Regions from separate parts of the Gossypium hirsutum genome. Here region 1 is linked to region 2. A link is a contact called in public Hi-C data. All regions are on one chromosome and are shown on one strand. The core of a region is the stretch at or near the end of the contact, and the rest is flanking DNA. Distances in the headings are between cores, read along the strand shown. Region 1 holds the start of LOC107922941 (pre-mRNA cleavage factor Im 25 kDa subunit 2). Region 2 has its middle 22 kb from the start of LOC107952364.

Region 1 (4,348 bases), core at 581-3,080, 240 kb before region 2:
GGTGTTTGGACAATTCTAGGCAAAATATTTTTCGTTGTTTGACAAATTTTCTTGAAATCATTTTCTAAAAGTTGTTCTTAGTATAACAAACAAAACATAAATATATGTGTTAAAAAATATTCTAGTAGCATTTTCTTATGACAATCAAAATTTATGTTGTAATAAGAATAATTTTTATAATAATTAATATCATATATAAACTTAATAATCAACAATGCCTAATTAAAACTTAATTTAAACTACATATATTACATATATGAGAGTGGGTAGTGATTCATTAGAGTTGAAAGGAATAAATGAAGCTAATCCTAATTTAAACAAATACAAATATTTATATAATTTAAATATTCATATTTTATACATTAAAAAATTAATATTAAATATTTATAAATTGTAATATATTTATTAATATAAGTATTTTTCAATAATATATTAAGAATATTATTTAAATTTTAAAATTATTATTGTTAAAATTTATTAAAATAAAATTGTAATATTAAATAATTTGTTAAAATTATAAATTAGATTATTAATTTATTATATTATTGAATGCATGTTTAATAATATTGAACATTATAATATTTTATATTAATATTTTTAAACAATTTTCAAAGTAAAAATAAAAATAATATATTTCAAAGAAAATTATTATAAGAATATCATGCATGATTCAAGTTAATTTTTATACAAAATTAAAATTACATGTAAAAGGGCTCTTTTTTAGAAAATGGCTTATACTTTTCAAAAAGATAAATCAATTTACAAGAAAAAAGGGCTTATTTTTGTTGACTTATAATCATTTACTATTAACCAAGTTATTTTCTATGAAACAAATATAAAAATATATATAAAATATTTCCCGTAAATCATTTCCCATTAAACAAACACCTCCTTAATGTTTGTTTCGTGTATGTGTATCTATGACCTTTTTCAAATTGGAGAGAAAAATGTTGAGAAAGGAAAATGTGGAGTTAAAAATATGAGTGCTCGTCTAGGAAAATGAGAATGGTATCTTTTGAAATCGATTTATCCTAAGAATATATATATATATAAGAAATACAGTGGAAACCAAAAAATGCTATAAAATGTATGAAATAGCTCAAGTCTAAACCATTTTGCTTGTCATCTTTCTAATGGGGTGACATGGATCAAGCACACAAGAACCAGACAACTCAACTATTCAAACACTTTCTAATATTTTGAATTGCGCGTAATTCATCATCTCATTTTTAGCATTATCTCATCAATTCAATTCATTACTTTATATGAAAGTCCTTAGTGCTAGAAGCAATGTTGGAGAAATGGTAGTAGCAAGTGTCTCAACTTTTAGAAGAAGACGTCGCGACATTTGCCATTGACTTCTAATGCTCAAATGTGTGCCAAGGAGATACAGTGTTGCAAAATAGTGGAGTAAGTCACAATGATGAACCAATATTGTCGCGATTTGCGGTTTACTTAAAAGGTCAATGGAGGAAAGGGTGGACAAAAAAGATTTCTTTAATATTTTTAGGGTTTTGTATCAATTTTCTTTTTAGATTCTATTGTAAATACTTAGTTTAATTAGATTTCTAGTAGCTTTGTGTTGTATTTTCTTATATACCAATCACAATTGGACTTAGAGAGCAAGTGTAGGAAGATTGTACCTTGGGCAAAACTTCAATTTGAGATCACCATTATTAACCATTTTTAAACTCAAATCTTTTAATTTCCTGCGCTTAGTTGATGATGTTGATACGATGGACCTATTTGTAATGGTTGTATTAGAAAGGATTAAGAAGGAGCGGAAATAGCAGATAATGAGTAATGTGACATATCGACAAATGCAATGAGCCTAATAAACATATGCCCATTTTACAACAATGGTTAGGCCCTTTCCTGATTATTATCAATGGGCTTAACTCCTTAATAAGACAATATTCATTGACCTTTCCCACCCTTCTCTCTCCGTACCCACAATCGATTTTGCCGCCGGGGAAACAAACGTTTCGACTCGGAGAGGGAGAGATGGTAATGTCACCGGTGGTTAACACGTACCCTTTGTCCAGCTACACCTTTGGTACCAAAGAGCCGAAGATGGAGAAGGACACGTCCGTCGCCGATCGCCTTGCTCGCATGAAAGTCAAGTAATTCATTTTTTCACTTTCTTCATTTTATTCTTTGTATAATTTCATATTTTTTCAGGATTTTTAAAAACCCTAGATAAACCCCAATTTCCCTTTTGGCTCCTGAGAATGCTGACTTGAAGTTGGCTTTTCATGTGCTTAGGGTTCCTTTGTACTATTCTGTTTCAGAAATATGGAAAAGAAAATGAGGAAAAAAGGGCTAATTTTGAATTGCTTTGTGTTGGACTGTTCGAATTAGTTGAGTCGGTGGTCTTCGAAACCCTAGCTGCTTCTCGTTTCTTAGATCATGTTGGGATCTGGGGGCAATATGTAGTTCAAAACCTATTTACTGGTAGAAACCTTATAACATTTGAACTGAGATTTTGATTTTGTTTCTCGTATTTTAGACGATGTAAAAGTATTGACTTGGTTTTTGGGTAAGCAAAAGCAAGAAAACCCTTTTTCAAAAAAGAAAACAGGTGCCAATTACTTGAAGAATTTATCGTGGATGTCATTAGATTACTTACAGATTGGCATGTTGAAACTTTCCTTTATGAGCTTAAGTTAGTAATCGATTTTTTTTATTGGAGTTGCAGTTACATGAAAGAGGGCATGAGAACTAGCGTTGAATTTATTGGTATGTAACTGTACCTCTGTTTAGCCATTACATCATAATAACCAACAAGATTTAACCTTATAATGTTTATGCTTCTCTCTCTTTTGCAAATATGAGTGGTAATGGTTTTCACTCCTACTTTTCTATACACAGTAGTTAGCCCGTACATGTGTTTACATATGGCCATGATAGTCAACCTGGAAGAAATTTACAACTATGTCTTATGTGTATAAAGAGGAATTACATCCTAATACATGAAAGGCCCCTTTTTTATGGAATTTATATGTATATTTTAATTATCATTGTCTATGATAATATCTAAAGGAATTAGCATTCTCTTTGGCATTATGAGTTTATCTTGTACTTCTGCTGAACTTACTACTTACCATAATTTTTGTGTGGTTTACAAAAAGTTGGCTTCTAATTATGACCATTTTAATGTTTTTTTTTCCCTTCGATTGCTTATACTACCTTCTCATGCAGGTCCAAGAACATAATCATCCTCACATTCTTCTTCTGCAAATTGGGAACACATTCTGCAAACTTCCTGGTGGACGACTGAAGCCTGGAGAGAATGGTATCATCTTTTAACTATTTTCATTTTATGTTGTTCTCCTTACATCGTTTCTGCTGTGCTATTTTGGAGATTCTGTGTCCTTTGTAATACCTATGCTCTTATGTTTGTTTGGCTTCAGAGATTGAGGGTTTGAAAAGGAAGCTGACCAGCAAGCTTGGAGCTAATTCACCTGCTCTTGTGCCAGACTGGCAGGTACAGATTTTTGTAACTATCTTACTAAGATGACTAGTCATGTTTTCCTAACAATTTCCGTTGATCATTGTAATGCTGTAGCTTGGAAACATTTTCTTTAATTCACATTTCTCTCTCTTCCTTGTTATCTTGTTTCAGATTGGTGAGTGCGTGGCCATCTGGTGGAGGCCCAACTTTGAGACCATAATGTATCCATATTGTCCTCCCCACATCACAAAACCTAAGGTATCGTGTAGATGTTGTTGATCTTTTAGTTACTTGATGTTTCTATTTATGACCTATCCTGTCCTTTCTCAATCTCTGTTATTGATATGATTGCAGGAATGCAAGAAGCTTTTCCTTGTCCATTTGTCTGAGAAAGAGTACTTTGCAGTACCAAAAAATTTGAAACTTCTTGCTGTACCATTGTTTGAGCTTTATGACAATGTTCAGGTAGGCAGCAACCTAATTTTAGTCCATTCTTCAACGGATTTAAGTTTTTAATGTTGTATTAATGAAAATGCGTCTTGATTACAAGATTTCAAAAGTATAGTAAAGGGTAAATGGAAATAAAGAATGGCTGTGTGGCAAATTGCCCGTGGTAGATCATACTATTCATCTGTTTCTTCTCTAAAATTATGTCTGCTTCTAACTGCTACCTTGGTTAACTCTGTCACTTAAATTTCCTCGTTGCTTTTGTCTGAATTTCTACTGCAAGTTGATGAAATGATAAAACGGGTTGTTTTGCTGCTTGTATTCTTTCTAACAAACAGAAGTTAAATGTTGAACAGAGATACGGACCTGTAATATCAACCATTCCGCAGCAGCTCTCTAGATTCCAGTTCAACATGATTACTACATAACTGTGGCGTGGATGTGAAG
Region 2 (4,491 bases), core at 1,643-4,142:
CAACTCAAGCATCAACTTGTGCTAAGTTTGTTTGTAACTAAGAAAGTTCCTGTTGTATTACCCCTACATATTTCTGTAACATTTTTGTGACTCCATCACCGGCCATAAGAATCATGGTGGCTCTGATACCTTTGTTATAGTTGAAGAACTTAAGCAGAAAAGGATAAGAATGATAGAAGGAAAAAAAAGGAACAGAGAAAGAAAGCACGGGAAATAAAAAGACAGATTGAAGAGAAAAGCCAATTCCAAATTTCATAACCACCCTCTTTGCCTTATTGGTGGCCAAAAAAGGAAAAAACGGATTATAGCAGTTTTCGTAACAAGACAAAACTCACCGTTTCATTAAACGGTCATTGTACCCCTAGCACCCCACCTTACCCCAAAATGCATCATATTATTAAACAAAAATAAAAATCCAGCGTTTACAAAGAAATTAAAAACACAACTGAAATAAATAGAAATTTAAATGGTGATTGTTTTTTGACCGAAGCTTGACTTTCATTTTGGTCCTTAACATCATATTATACTAAACGGTAAATTCTTATTCAAATATTTTCTTTTTCTTTTATGAGAGGAAAATTAACTTTCTTTTTTAGTTGTTTTCATCCGTTCTTGGTATATTTAGAATTTAATCTATTTACTTATATTTTTAAAATTTTAATTTCTCTTTTTTTAATATTAAAATTCAGATAAATTATTAACATCATTAAAAAAATATTAGAATTTGTTTATATAATAATTTGAAATAAATACTCATTAGTAACATAATAGAGTAGCAGTAAAGGCAAGCATTCGTCTACGCTACGACGTGATGGAAATGTTCATAATTTGTTATTGTCCACTTGTCGTACGTACTGAAAGCTAAATTATTCATTTGTCTGTTAAAGTAATGAATTCTGAGTGTATGATTTACGACTAAAGAAACCACAATTGGCAAAAATATTATTGTAAAGCCAAGTTGCCAATTGCCCAAAACTGAGTCGCGCTACCATCACAATTATAATAGACAAATTGATTCTACCAAATATATATGTAGGGTAAAATTTTTTTCATCAACCAATAACATTAATTTTCGTCTTCTGACAGGCCAACATATCACATGATGGACAACATCATAGATTAGTTTTCACAATTTTAACCTATTGTGGGTCGATTCAGATTAAATAATGGAAGGACAAAAAAAGAAATTCAAGTTTAATGAAGCATGCAATCTCTATTAGAATACATGTTTGAGCTTAATGTATTTCTTTCTTTTCTATTCAAAATCTTATAATTATGTTTTGAAATATATAAAGGTGCTCATGAGCATGTATGATTTTACAATTTGCTATATTCATTATGATTTTTTTGGTCATATAAATATAAACATGGGTTATGTGGTTGATGACGGTTGACAATGGATGAGTTGAAAGTCGTAGAAGGTGGCTTTGTAATGTGTTAGGGAAGGAACATGAAGTCTTGGGGGAAACTACGTTGAGTAACAGTAGTGGAAGTCTTTCCCATTTCTTGATTGGTGAGAAATATTTATAGGTTCCCAATGTAGTCCACAAGGATATAGATGTCAAGATGCTTCTAGTAAGCTGTTGAGTCATGGGATCTCCCACATGTGTGGTTGAAGGCTACGCAGGGTTTTTTTTTTATAGATTGTCTTCTAAGTAGGCCTTGTTGTGATCTGATAAGATCCATGTGCAGAACATGGAAGAAACATTCCTTTGATAATACAAGGCAAGACATGCCTTCTGAACAAGGTGTTTTCAATAGACAAACCTATGTCTTTAAGGGTAGTTGACTTAATGAGATCCACTGTCGATTTAGCAAGGTTTTCCAGATGAGATAAGGACTCTAAATAAGTTCAATATCACGTTGCTTCATTGGTTGTACAGGAACACTAAGTTGTAGAATTCCCCCGTCATTGTACTGGACGATGGTAACAGTTTAACCTATAAACAAAAATTATATTCAAAATATAGCTTTAGCATTGGATAATCCTGGGTTGTAGCATAAGCACAAACGGTCATCGTAAGCTAAATGTGGCAAACTTTGCAACCAAAGAAGTTTCCAAATTTATGCATAGCTATGGCAACGAGACTATGACTATGAACATGGCAAAGATGGGATCTCCCGCATTAAGTTTGTAAATGCACATGTCATAGTGGCCCGTTGTTTTTTAGTAGTTGGCCATCTTGCATTCTAGTGCCTTACTTAGCGCAGCAAAACAACTCTTGTCAATTTATCACTTCAACAAATATTACATAATTAATTTGTTTTCTATTTTTTATATCAATTATTGATTAAATTAATAAATAATGGTAAAATATATTGTAATATTAAAAATAATTTAATTTTAAATTTTAAAGATATTATTGAGAACTAATCATGAAACACAAATTAGTCTTAAAAAAATTATTGCTTTGAGTTAAAAGAGTACTTTCATTCGTTTGGACTGATAAATTAAGGGTGAGTTTGGATGGGCGGTATGCTTACCTATTGTTAGTGTAAAAATAGTGGTGACGATGAAATTAGATACTAAAACGATATTGTAGCGTAAAACAGAAAAATAAACTAAATGCACTACACCGTATTCCACCCCATCCAAATCCGGAAAAACAAAAAATAATAGTAATAAATAATTTGTACTTTTGCAAATCATTGATGTTGTGATTTAGTAGCAAGAGGAGTTCATTAATTTAATAGTTCAAACGATTAGAGTAATGTGAATACATGGATTTTTTAGGTTAAAAATAGATATTTTCATTGATTTGTTAGGCGAAAAGAAAACGCTTGTTGGAGATGGCACAAGAATCAAACCAAGAACTGCCACGTGATGAGACCTTATTGATATTTACATATTCTGCTCTGCGGGACTACAATTGGGAAACGTGGTCCATTCAAAGCACATGTTGTTCTAATCAACTATTGCCACATTGACAATCTCTTGTGTCGAGATACCTTCTACTGTACGGTACTTATTGTAAGTTTCCATCGACTCCCTTTCAAAATTTAAAAAGGTTAGTCACCAAAAATAATTAGGGATGAGAAAAAAATCAAATCCAGCTATATATTTGGATGGACTATAAAATATAAATTTAAAAATTATGATTATTTGAAATCAAATTGAGTTATTTTTTATTTAAATAAAATTAATTTTAACTTTGTATTATATAAAATAAATATTTTATATTTAAAATAATGAAAATAATTTAAGTTTTTTTAAAATATTATTGTTTTTTAGAAATATTTATGAAAAAGGTTTTTGAAATTTTATCAAATAATATTCAAAAGCTATAAAATAAATCTCATTTTATCAAAATAAATTTAAAAAATCAAAACAAAAAAAATTATATGAAAAACCGAGAATTGAATTGAGCCAAATCGAATTATGATGGACGGTTCAAAAAATCTAAAAGATTCAATCGAACTGAATAGATATCACCCCTAAAAATAATAAATAGCTTATAAAAAATTTTGTAATTAGACACTGTATATTTTAATTCGTGTTCTAAAATACTGTAGATGGAGAAAATTTTGAACTAATTACAAAGGTCACGTGTCAACTCGAAAATATCATAGGTTAAAACGATGACATCACATATTGTATAATAATTATTTTATTCTAATTAATTTAAATTAAGAGTTTTATATTATCACTAATTAAATTTAATTAATTAAGTTATAATGTTAAATAATTATTCTATCTCTAATGAATTAAATTTATATAAGATAAATAATAAACAAAAGAGTTTAATATTTGTGGATCACTTAAATAAATAGTTTATATTTCATAAAACTCTCTTTTACTTGAAGAATTAACACTTCTACACATTCACAAGTTCAAAAATCCAGAAGTTCTCTAAAGGGAATATTTTGCAGACTTGAAACTCTCTCCAAAATCTCAAGAAATTTTGAACAACATCATATCAGTTCTAAAAAAAGATGTTTTCTAATCTTGTTCAACTAAAGATAGGAAGTAAAAACCAATTTATGAAGAAAACTACCTTTCGATTTTATTCAATTGAACAAAGGAGTTTTAAACTTATTTCAAGAGAAAGGCACCATGACACTTGAAATGAACTTAATGCTACCAAGATCAAGTTTAAATGACCTTTGGATCGAAGCTCCATCAAAGAAAAGAATCAAATAAATTTTCTTTGTAATGAAAAAATATAAAGAGACCATAACTCATAATTTCATATATAGAATTTCTTTGATTTGCTCCAAATTTTCAAGTCCTATTAAGACTTGAAACTTGTGTGTACAAATTTCTAGCATGCTCGGTGAGACAATATTTACTTTTCATCTTTTCAATCCAGAAGCCAAAGTTCAAATTTGCAAGATCTTTTAAGAAGATTATCAACAACAAACCATCTTGCAAGCTTGCTCGAGCTAATCTTGTAACCCATTTGACATTTATCGTTAAACATTAATGCCCCTTTTCATCCTTGTGGCACTAGATAGAAGACGAAAGCTCTTTTAGATTTATTCGATCATACT

What was found. Hi-C and Micro-C count contacts between places; a contact is called where the count stands out from the background.
Region 1: a contact with region 2 is called in a Hi-C map of leaf, with 1.7 times the contacts expected there. The contact joins the promoter of LOC107922941 here to the enhancer-like site in region 2. A contact is called at or near these places in 2 of 34 Hi-C or Micro-C datasets (both in leaf).

What each region holds. Positions count from the first base shown.
Region 1 is chrA08:63,849,735-63,854,082 of Gossypium_hirsutum_v2.1, reverse strand. LOC107922941 (pre-mRNA cleavage factor Im 25 kDa subunit 2) reads left to right here and starts at 1,830. Exons shown (of 7, transcript XM_041074466.1): 1 at 1,830-2,123; 2 at 2,699-2,735; 3 at 3,190-3,295; 4 at 3,414-3,487; 5 at 3,626-3,712; 6 at 3,809-3,919; 7 at 4,258-4,348. The coding sequence starts at 1,843. The coding sequence ends at 4,329.
Region 2 is chrA08:63,613,577-63,618,067 of Gossypium_hirsutum_v2.1, reverse strand. No RefSeq gene overlaps it. Among protein-coding and RNA genes, the nearest start is that of LOC107952364, 22 kb to the right of the region's middle. Within about 2 kb of position 2,892, at least 1 of the 9 cell types and tissues checked has an H3K27ac peak or open chromatin away from gene starts, as enhancers often do. A contact at or near this core is called in leaf, where this site is marked.